3 separate regions of the Drosophila melanogaster genome follow, and regions 1 and 2 are each linked to region 3. Evidence: chromatin contacts called from public HiChIP or PLAC-seq data. All regions are on one chromosome and are shown on one strand. The core of a region is the stretch at or near the end of the contact, and the rest is flanking DNA. Distances in the headings are between cores, read along the strand shown. Region 1 overlaps sv (shaven). Region 2 holds the start of CG33521. Region 3 holds the start of Asator (asator,).

Region 1 (2,980 bases), core at 148-2,647, 630 kb after region 3:
GTATAAGAATTAATATAAAAATGTAAATAAATAAATGACAATTATAAAATATTTTTGAGTCAATAAACGCGCAAACTTGAAAGCCTACATAATTTATACTCGGTGCGCATACTAAAAACTATGTTATTAACTATAATATAAAATGAACATGGAGTCAATTAATCCATGAACTGCAATAACATATTTTCACTTTATTTCTATTATACTTATTTTAAAAAAAAAAGGTGAAATACTTTGATTGTTAAAATAAAATAAAAATAACTAAGGCGAATAGAAATTTTGTGTAAACCTTATCACACACGGCTTTATTGCAAGCAATTCTTCTTTTCTAAAATAACTTTAGCTGAAAATATAGCTTGGCATTTTTTATTCTTCAAAAAATATCTAAGTGGCATGGTAATTCGGCTACCGTAGAAGCCTTGTGCGTACACAATGCGTGGTTTTCTTGGCCTTTGTAAGATACACATCAAAAATCAAAAACCTGTAACATTGTTTCAAGACATAATGCCCAACCAACTAGATTAAAAATATATAAATGTTTATATAGGAAAGCACAAACCAAATTTTTATGTATTTAGACATAAACATCTACATATATCTTAATAAATTGATAAGTTAAGCAAATTATATAAATAATTTTTAGCTTTATTGCTCTATTATACAACGATCAGGGGAGGCAGCCCAGGGTAAAAACAACATTTATTTATTTATTTATAATTTATTTTTTACCCTGCTTGCTGTATTAAGAGCGCTGTAGTTAAGTACGTTACCTATTACAACCCAACACTCTGCCTTTTGTGGACATTACAGTTGGGGAATTCGAAGTCGTGTGAGCAGCTAAAACAGAAGGGAATGAAACCAGGAATTATACGTATGTCATCTCTTACTCTGGGTTCAAAAAATAGATTCAAACAATATAGCAGCAGCGAACTCCTGCTGAATTTTGAAGCTAAACGAAGCAGCCTAAAACAAATCATCTACTTGAGTGGAACACCGCTAAATGGTTTTTCCGGTTCAAAGCTAAAGTGACTTACGGATGGTTAATGTGATGTAGTGTAGTGTGGTTTTAGGGTTTAACTTAAATGTTAATGGGCATTGTCGCTCATGGTCGTGTAGGTTTTGATAACTTAACAATTTCTGTTCAGAGCTCGTTGTTAGTCATTTGTTGTCTGTTAAAAGCAAGTAGCTGATTATATTCCCCTCCAGACTTTGAAAAAAGTTTTTTATAAGAAATAAAGTGTAGCTCTGAATACCCTTTCAAAAACTGCTGCAATATGCTTTGTTTTATTGTTAAAAAGTTTATGTTCTATTAATTTCTAATTACAAGGCATCGTTATGGTCGGATATACCCTTACACGCGCCAGGTAGATTTTTCGGTTTCGTTTTTTCCTTCCATTCCCTTTGAATTCGATTTCTCCAGGCCTATTTTTAGGCTGAATGATTACATTTTTATAGTGTACACGCGAAATCATGTTTCGACACAAAAATTAATATTAGAACTTCTACATGTCGGCTGTTCGATCGTAGATAAACGTATTGTTATCTTTGTCCGAAAAGTGAAAAATATAAGTGTAAAAACCCATTCGCACCGCAAGTAAGTATTACTATATTTGTGATGTTGGTTGTGGGAATGTGTTCATATATTCATATTCAATATGCAATTTTTATACCCTATTTAAAGCTTTGCTTTATTTTGTGTGTGTGCATTTTATGTTATCCTAATTTAATAGTCAAACATATGTTTGTACGCAGTGAAGTAGAAAAAAATTTCTATAGTTGCCGGGGGTCTTAAAAAGATCAAACTTCATCAGAAGTTTAACAAGCCAATCATGCGCAACATCAATCAAGTATGTGACCTACCTTTGTTTTGAACATTTCTTTTTATAAAATTAAATTTCAACAGCAATGTGTTTTTTTTTTTTGCTGAGTATTTAGACTAAGTAAATTTGATTTACAATAAATTTACAAATCCTAAACCCACTATAAGATTTTGTAGAAAATTTATATGTAATTTTGGATTGGCATTTGAAATCAAGATCAGGTCTAGCAAGTAGACATTTTCTCATTATCGATAAAGAAATGATCGATTGTCAAAAATTTTGAGTTCGAAAATATTCAGATCGATATCGTTGAAAATGGTTTTTCTCTGCGTCTTGGAATTAGTACTGAAGAGCCACTACTTTCGCATCAAACATCTGCAGCAACAAGTTGATCGGGTCAACTAAATCTGAGTGTCAAAACTTTGATCAATTCAACAAGGAAGAAAGTTTTCAACGAGCTAATGCTTTTTACCCTGCAGCAAATATATATGACAAAACAAGCGTCAAATTTTTTCCAAATTATAAACAAAACAGAACAAAATGCTATAGTCGATATATAATTTATAATTTTTCTTGGATATCAATTGATATTGGAGAATAAAATTCGAAAAAAATTTTAAAATTTTCCAAAGTGTGGGCGTGACCGGTTTGGCGGCGTTAGAGTGGTCGTGGCAAAAAATTGTTTTTCCAAATTGATAGAAATTTACAAGTCTAATAAAAACGCGAAAAATATCAACACGTTTCTCAAATGTGTGGGCGTGACAGATTTGTGCGGTTTGTGGGCTTTAAAATGGGCGTATCAACAAGGGTAAACTAACTTGCGCTGCGCCTCTAGAATCTGTATGCTGAATCTCCACCTTCTAGCTTTTATAGTTCATGAGATATCGACGTTCTTACGGACAGACGGACATGGCTAGATCAATTCGGCTATTGATCCTGATCAAGAATATATACACTATATATAGACGGAAACGCTTCCTTCTGCCTGTTGCATACTTTTCAACAAATCTAGTATACCCTTTTACTCTACGAGTAACGGGTATAATTATATGTCGTCTATAATATATTTTCCATTTGTCGGAAATGTCTCATCGATTGCTTTGCATTGAAGTCAAAATAGCTCCTGCATATTTATTAAAACTAAATATGGAATTTTACCT
Region 2 (3,260 bases), core at 68-2,567, 700 kb after region 3:
ATATGTCATCTATCCTCTCGCAAATCGAGCCATACGATATTCGGCAGCGCCCTTCGTTTGGTTGCGCGGGAGGTGTAGAGTTGGAACTAGAGCGTAAAAAAAATTTTCATGTAAAGAGAAACGCTAAAAAATAAAAAAATACAACGTTTTTTCTCGGGATTGTACACATATGTGTGTATTACGTACTCACTTCTTAACGTTTTGCACACAAGTCAGATTTGCGGGTGCAATATAGAACCATACGTTTAAATATTAATAATTTTAAGGACATTCTATAAATATAATGTGCTTTTGACAACTTATAGATATTTGATGTTCCCATTTATCAATATCACGAGGGCTCAACGTTGGATTAGGTCTATAACAAGAAAAAATTCCTAGAGCATATTATCCAAACGGCGAATTCAAATTTATTTTTTTATTTTTATTTTATTTATTTTAATATTTTCTTTATTTTTACATAAACCCTACTACCAGATACCCGTTACTCAGCTGGTGGAACTGTGAACGCAAAGTTTTATAATTTTTATAGGATATCGATAGATATTGGTGAATAAAATGAGAAAAAATTTTAAGTGTTCAAAAGTGGGCGTGGCAGTTGTGGGAGGTTTGTGGACGTAAGAGTGGGCGTAGCCAAATTGTTTTTTGTATACCGATGGAAATTGGCCAGACGAAAAAATGCGAAACATTTTTGTTTCCGTCAATGTCTCTAGAATCTGTATGCTTAATCTCAACCTTCTAGCTTTTATTGTTCCTGACACCTCGACTCGGCTATTGATCCTGATCAAGAATATATATACTTTATACTTTTATGCGAAAACGGTTTCTTCTACCTGTTACAACAAATCTAGAATACCCTTTTACTCTACGTAACGAGTAAGGAGTATAATGAGCCATAGTTACGTTGTTTAATTCATCCTATGTTTGTCCCTATAAATAATTTAAGAGTACACAAACATGGTCGTAGAAGCCAGCTACCTTTAATTTTTTAACTTAAACGCCTACAAATTAAAACAAGTGAGATCGTTTAGCGAGCACTCTCAGAAAGAGCCTATTCGTCTTTATTTTTATATATCGCATCCTCCTCGCACTCCTGCTAGCTGAATCTGATAGTCATTCTTTCTTGCTTTGGGTCTGTTTATGCAGATCTGTATTAGAAATAGAATGTCTTGCAGGTATATTTCTTTTTATACGGGTCTCAACTCCAAATGTGCATTTTACATTCTTAAAAGCTTTTAATAATTTTCAAAGAGAGCTTTTACTCATTTAAAATAAACTCATTTTTGAACATTGTATCTACAACATGCACACAATCTGACAACGCAAAGAATTTTGTCGAGTATACACAAAAAACAGTCGGTCTTCAACTTCCGAACGTTAATAGGTAATGATTAAACACCCAGAAAAGTCTACTTTTAGCAACTTTTACTTTAAGCAATTAGTTAATATAATCATTAATAATTTGTTGAACCATCATCGATGACACACTTTGTTGCACCCAAAATAATTTAACAAGGTAAATACCATTTGTGAAATAATTTCTATATATTAAAATGCATATATTTTGTCCATCATTTAAATATACATTTATCAGCCAATACATAACTTTATAATACAATGCCGAAGATTCGTTGAGTGTGTATTCGTAGAAAAGCTTCCTAATTATATAAATATCCTAGGTAGAGATCGGTAATAGGTATCATAAATAAATTTGCTATTTTTCCCAGAGTTCAACGTGTTCTTCAAAATAATGAAAATTTTAACAAAAGGTGTGAGTTCACATTTTCGAACCGGTGTTAAGCAAACGCTTTTTAATAGTATGCATTTTTAAGCCAAATTAAATTTTCGTATATCAACCTGTTTAATAAACTATTTCAGAATTTTAAAATAGCGTTCTGCAGAACAGGCAGAGACAACATTTTTAATTGTGTCTTACACAATCAGTACTGGGCAACCCTTGGACAGTTTCTCATACCTATCCGATGATCACAGTCAAGTAAAATAATTAAAATTTTATTTCAGCGACGTCTGCACTTTAAAATTTACCAGCAAGCCGTTTAAACTAACATGGACAGTCTAAACCCCCAAAGTTCAAAAATATCTTTCGGAAATGGATTACCCTTAAAAAAAAAAAAAACTAAGAAATCAAAAACAAATGAATATGATAACCAAAATATAAATATGGTAAGATTTTGTGGATTTTTCTAGTTTTAAGAAATATGTACATATATGTATGTATGTACATATATATGTATGCAGGAAAAATATTTATTAATATTTATAAGTTTCGTTAATTACAATGTGAGAAATAGCAACACAAAGTAAATAATGTGTTGCATGTGTTAATAATAAAACATGAAAAGTCTAGTGACACTTCTTCAGAGAACAAGTTTGTTTGCTATGTAAAGTATATATATATTCTTGATCAGGATCAATAGCCGATTCCATCTGACCATGTCCGTCCGTATGCACGTCTAGATCTCAGTAACTTTAAAAGTTAGACAGTTGAGGTGAGACATAAAGATTCGAGAGCTGCAGCGCAAGTTTGTTTCCAAATGTTGACACGCCATCTCTAACGGCCACTAACCGGCCAAACCTGCAACTTCTGCAAAATATGTTCTATCGATATGTCAAAAAATGTTGAAAATTCTCTAGCTGGCTTAATGGGTATCCGATTGTCGGGATCAAGAGGGAAGTCGCCTATAACGCTTTTACCAATAGGCCATGAACATTACGGTTAAATCCCTACTGTAAACTTTTTTATTAAATTAAGAATTTAAGGCGTACCTGACCTGACCACAAAAAGTCGTGAGCAATAAAAGTAACTGCCGCTTTGTGGCGATAGTTTACAATCTCTTAAACAGTACCCTATCTTATTTCATATAATCATCTCCCTCGCGCTCTTTTAACCTGAGTATTGAACTTAAATAGCCTCTATGGTATTACTGGGTATATTGTAACGGAAATACATCTCACCCATTCTAACAATGTGTATCATACAAATATCTATTTTTTATGTATACATTCCTACCAACTTATATTGCTTAAATTACAACTCTTATATTTTCTAGAAAAAAAGTTTTACGAAATTCGATGATCTACAAAAACGTAATGTTATTCATGTACGTTCACGAGATTCTAAAAAAGCTCAATCACTTTTTCGAGTAAGCTAAGTATCATAAAGATAACGCATTACATTTACAAAATAACAAAAGGTGGTCGATTTTTTAACTTAAATCAATTTAATCAGCTGCTTGTAA
Region 3 (3,322 bases), core at 48-2,547:
CCAATAAGCACAATTTAGAAAACTGGGCGATTTTCTGTACGCTTGCATTATATCAAAGGCCCGCTTAGGACCGAGTCTAGTCGAGTTCATATATATGAAAAGGCTTTCTGAATTTTAGAACGTTTTAAAGTATATAATTGTTGTATTGTTACTGTACTTTTTCTATTCCTGTTAGGTCGAACACACAAAAATTCATTAGGTTAACTGCCGTAATTCCACCGCTAGAGTTAGAAATAGCTGCCGTTCTAATTCAATACTTCGTCAGCTTCGTATTATCGTTATATATTAATATTTATATTAATCGTTATATTTTCCACATTTCCGTCCTACCGTGTGACATATTAACAAAATTCATCGAAAATTAAAAAAAAAATTAACAACACTGCTCTTTTTTTGCATTTTTAGATACCAAATAATTTTCAGTTTTAATTTTCTTACATATATGTTAAAGAAGAGTATGAGTCCAAAACATACCTGAGGTACTCCTGCAAATGCATGATGGCAAAATTCTGTGCTGTCCTTAAACTTAGATATCTTAGAACTTGATTTAATGTATTTTTTTTATTTTCTAAAATATGGAAAAAACTATCAATTTGTATCGGTATTTTCACTTCTTCAAGAACACATATGAGTGTGATTGAAATTATTCATATAATCACGTAGTAATATCACAAGTAACATATAAGGATTACTCAAAGCAGCCTAATCATAACTGTAAGAGCGAATACTTTGTGCGTGATATAATCGTTTGTTGTTTTTAATTTTATTGCAAAACTACTTTAATTGGACGTAAACTGTAATTCTATTCTGTTGTAATCCTGTAAGTAGGTTAATTATTGCTTGAGAGCAATTTACTGTATTAATAATAATCTATACAATTATTTAGATTAGCTCACATCACTTATCGTCTGTATTTATGATTACGTTTATTTACGTTATATAGGCAAATGTGTCTATTTTTATATACTGATTTAATTATAGAGAAGTTCCGTAAAAACGTCGAAAAAATAACAACGCGGAATTCGCGTGATCCACTTGTATCCACATGTTCACATGACCACATTTGTAAATTTATTATTTTTAAGACGATCACATTATAATAAATTTATCAAAACGAACAGCAAAAAGTTGATTTACATTTGGTACTTTAAAATTTGTCTTTATAAAATATTTCTTATTGTCGGCAAACCTATTGTTTTGCACCAATAAAATATTTTACTAAAAGTTGTAATTAAGAAATATATTGTTCTATCAAATGCTTCCCGCTGAATCTTTAGGCATTCTGTGCATCGAACTGATTTTTTAGGTATATACTACGGTATTCAGATATGTGTGTATAGGTGAATAACATAAACAGCTATCTTTAGTCTCCCCAAACTTGCAGCCATTTGAGATGATATCTTCAAGAAGGAATTATTTCAACATATATATAGCGTGTGTTCTTATATAATATATGACATTTTTTAGGAAAGTCGGGAGTAAAAGCTTCACTTCAATTTTGAACATTGCTACGATTATATTTCCGCCTCTATATTTAATTTGTTTGGTCTGGTTCCGTGTTTGAACCTGGGTTAGGACATAAACCACGTTCCAGTTTAATCCAGGGCTAATAAAAAATATATATCTACAGGGGCAATCTCAGAAGATTCTATCCATGGTTTCTCTTGAAAGGTTTTAAAGCATTTTAGACCTATTTTTACACGTAGACTTCAACATCTGTTCTCCGTCAGTCATAGAGTTGCCAGACAATTATTTAATTAATTTAAAGGATTTCCAAAAGTATTGTTCGTAAATAAGTTCGTAAATTTTGGGAAAACCAGAGCACTTAAAAACGAAATCAAAATATTTTGATCAAATCAAATTCGAAAAAAATATACGATTACTGCAGCGTGTAGAAATCGATAGTATATTTTTACTATTTCCTCATATTCCAACACGAAATCTATGGACGGCTCCGTTAATCGATCCATTCGATATTAAATTGTGGTTCTGCAACTGGGAAAAAATTAAGGAATTTACTTGAACTACTCAAAATTCCAAAAGGTGGCGCTGCATGTACATCAAGAATTTTACAGGTCAGCTTATTACTTTTTACATAGTTACTCTGTATGTCTGAATTTTGTTTATGTACGACGAGCCCCTAAAAGGAATTTGATGCAATACGTTTCTCTAAACAAAAACAAAGATTAAGCAAATGAGACAGTTAATTATTACCTGTAATTCAAGATTATAACTGTATTTGTATGTATGTATCATTGGCAGCACCGTATGCTATATGTTAGCAGCGCTAGGATCAAAAATTTATGTATATTATATGAAAAAAAAGGGTTTGTTACCTCGTCTACCATTCTAAGGAGTGAAAGCCCCCTTTAAACTAGTATAATCTATGTCAAAAAGAATACAATAGTAAAATTGCAATCAATTTTGTTGATTACTAGACAATAACTGTGACTCTGGTCCCTAAAGAAATCCTAAATCAAAGATTTCAAGAAGAAGGTCTTCTATGTTGGAAAAAACATATGTATGTCTCCTAATCTATGATTCAGGGACTGTTTTCGTGACCGGATTCCGCAACTGTGCAACGTATTCTTTAATTTTTTATAATTACCTAATTCTATTTACTAAGATATATTGCTGCAACTAAACACGTAATATTTGCCATTTTGAAATACCAGAAATATACAGTATAAATGTGAGGGTTAAAAACTGAACAACGCATAGTTTTCCGCTTCAAATATCATACAGAAAAGGGGTTAAAACGTTTAAATTCTTGTGACAGCTGAATTGATTTTCCGAAAGAACGTTTTCGGTGGTGTGGATGGATTCGACGTAAATGTTAATAATGTGCAACAAAATCAATATTGAAATCAATATAAAAAACTGTACCCAGCAGCAGTTGTTTGTCACCCTCAGTAAAAAAGTACACCCCCAATACATACTTACAAGTGCCATATACATATACATATATGTACATGTTCAAAGTTAAAAACAAAAAATGAAGTTTTATTATTGTATTCTTTATATGGTAGCGTTGCAAACTTCGACTGAAATCAATATACCCTCTACTCGTAGAGTACTCTACTCTACCCGTTACTCGTAGAGATGTGAGTGCGTAACAAGGAGCCTTTCCGATCCTAACTGACTCGACTTGGCCAGGACCGGATGCCCGTCTATCTGTATGGCCATCCGCCATGTCTCTCCGTTTGAGGGCTGCGATCACGGAAAAAACTAGGAAATTGAGATTAGGCATAAGTAAAGCGGACGCAGATCAAGTGCCAGGCCCTTAAAATGTTTTCATTTCTTTTCATTTTAATATTTCTAT

Evidence for each region. HiChIP or PLAC-seq counts read pairs in DNA pulled down with a chosen protein or histone mark.
Region 1: a contact with region 3 is called in a CP190 HiChIP or PLAC-seq map of the Kc167 cell line, with 2.7 times the contacts expected there. The contact joins the enhancer-like site here to the promoter of Asator in region 3. A contact is called at or near these places in 7 of 107 Hi-C or Micro-C datasets (the Clone 8 cell line, the ML-DmBG3-c2 cell line, the OSC cell line and 3 more) and 1 of 6 datasets of contacts at active chromatin or transcription factors (the Kc167 cell line).
Region 2: an H3K27ac HiChIP or PLAC-seq map of the Kc167 cell line shows a contact between it and region 3, with 2.3 times the contacts expected there. The contact joins the promoter of CG33521 here to the promoter of Asator in region 3. A contact is called at or near these places in 7 of 107 Hi-C or Micro-C datasets (the Kc167 cell line, the S2 cell line, embryo and 3 more) and 1 of 6 datasets of contacts at active chromatin or transcription factors (the Kc167 cell line).

The regions. Positions count from the first base shown.
Region 1 is chr4:1,112,059-1,115,038 of dm6, forward strand. sv (shaven) reads left to right here. Exons shown (of 11, transcript NM_166822.4): 11 at 1-1,259. Cals (Calsyntenin) reads right to left here. Exons shown (of 12, transcript NM_001297793.1): 12 at 816-2,980. Among named protein-coding and RNA genes, the nearest start is that of Cals, 9.4 kb to the right of the region's middle. Within about 2 kb of position 1,398, at least 34 of the 39 cell types and tissues checked have an H3K27ac peak or open chromatin away from gene starts, as enhancers often do. A contact at or near this core is called in the Kc167 cell line, the OSC cell line, eye imaginal disc and 1 more, where this site is marked.
Region 2 is chr4:1,184,451-1,187,710 of dm6, forward strand. CG33521 reads left to right here and starts at 1,318. Exons shown (of 11, transcript NM_001014705.3): 1 at 1,318-1,516; 2 at 2,023-2,184; 3 at 3,072-3,122. The coding sequence starts at 2,068.
Region 3 is chr4:484,736-488,057 of dm6, forward strand. It overlaps Asator (asator,), which reads right to left and starts at 1,298. Exons shown (of 14, transcript NM_001272127.1): 1 at 475-1,298. The coding sequence starts at 497.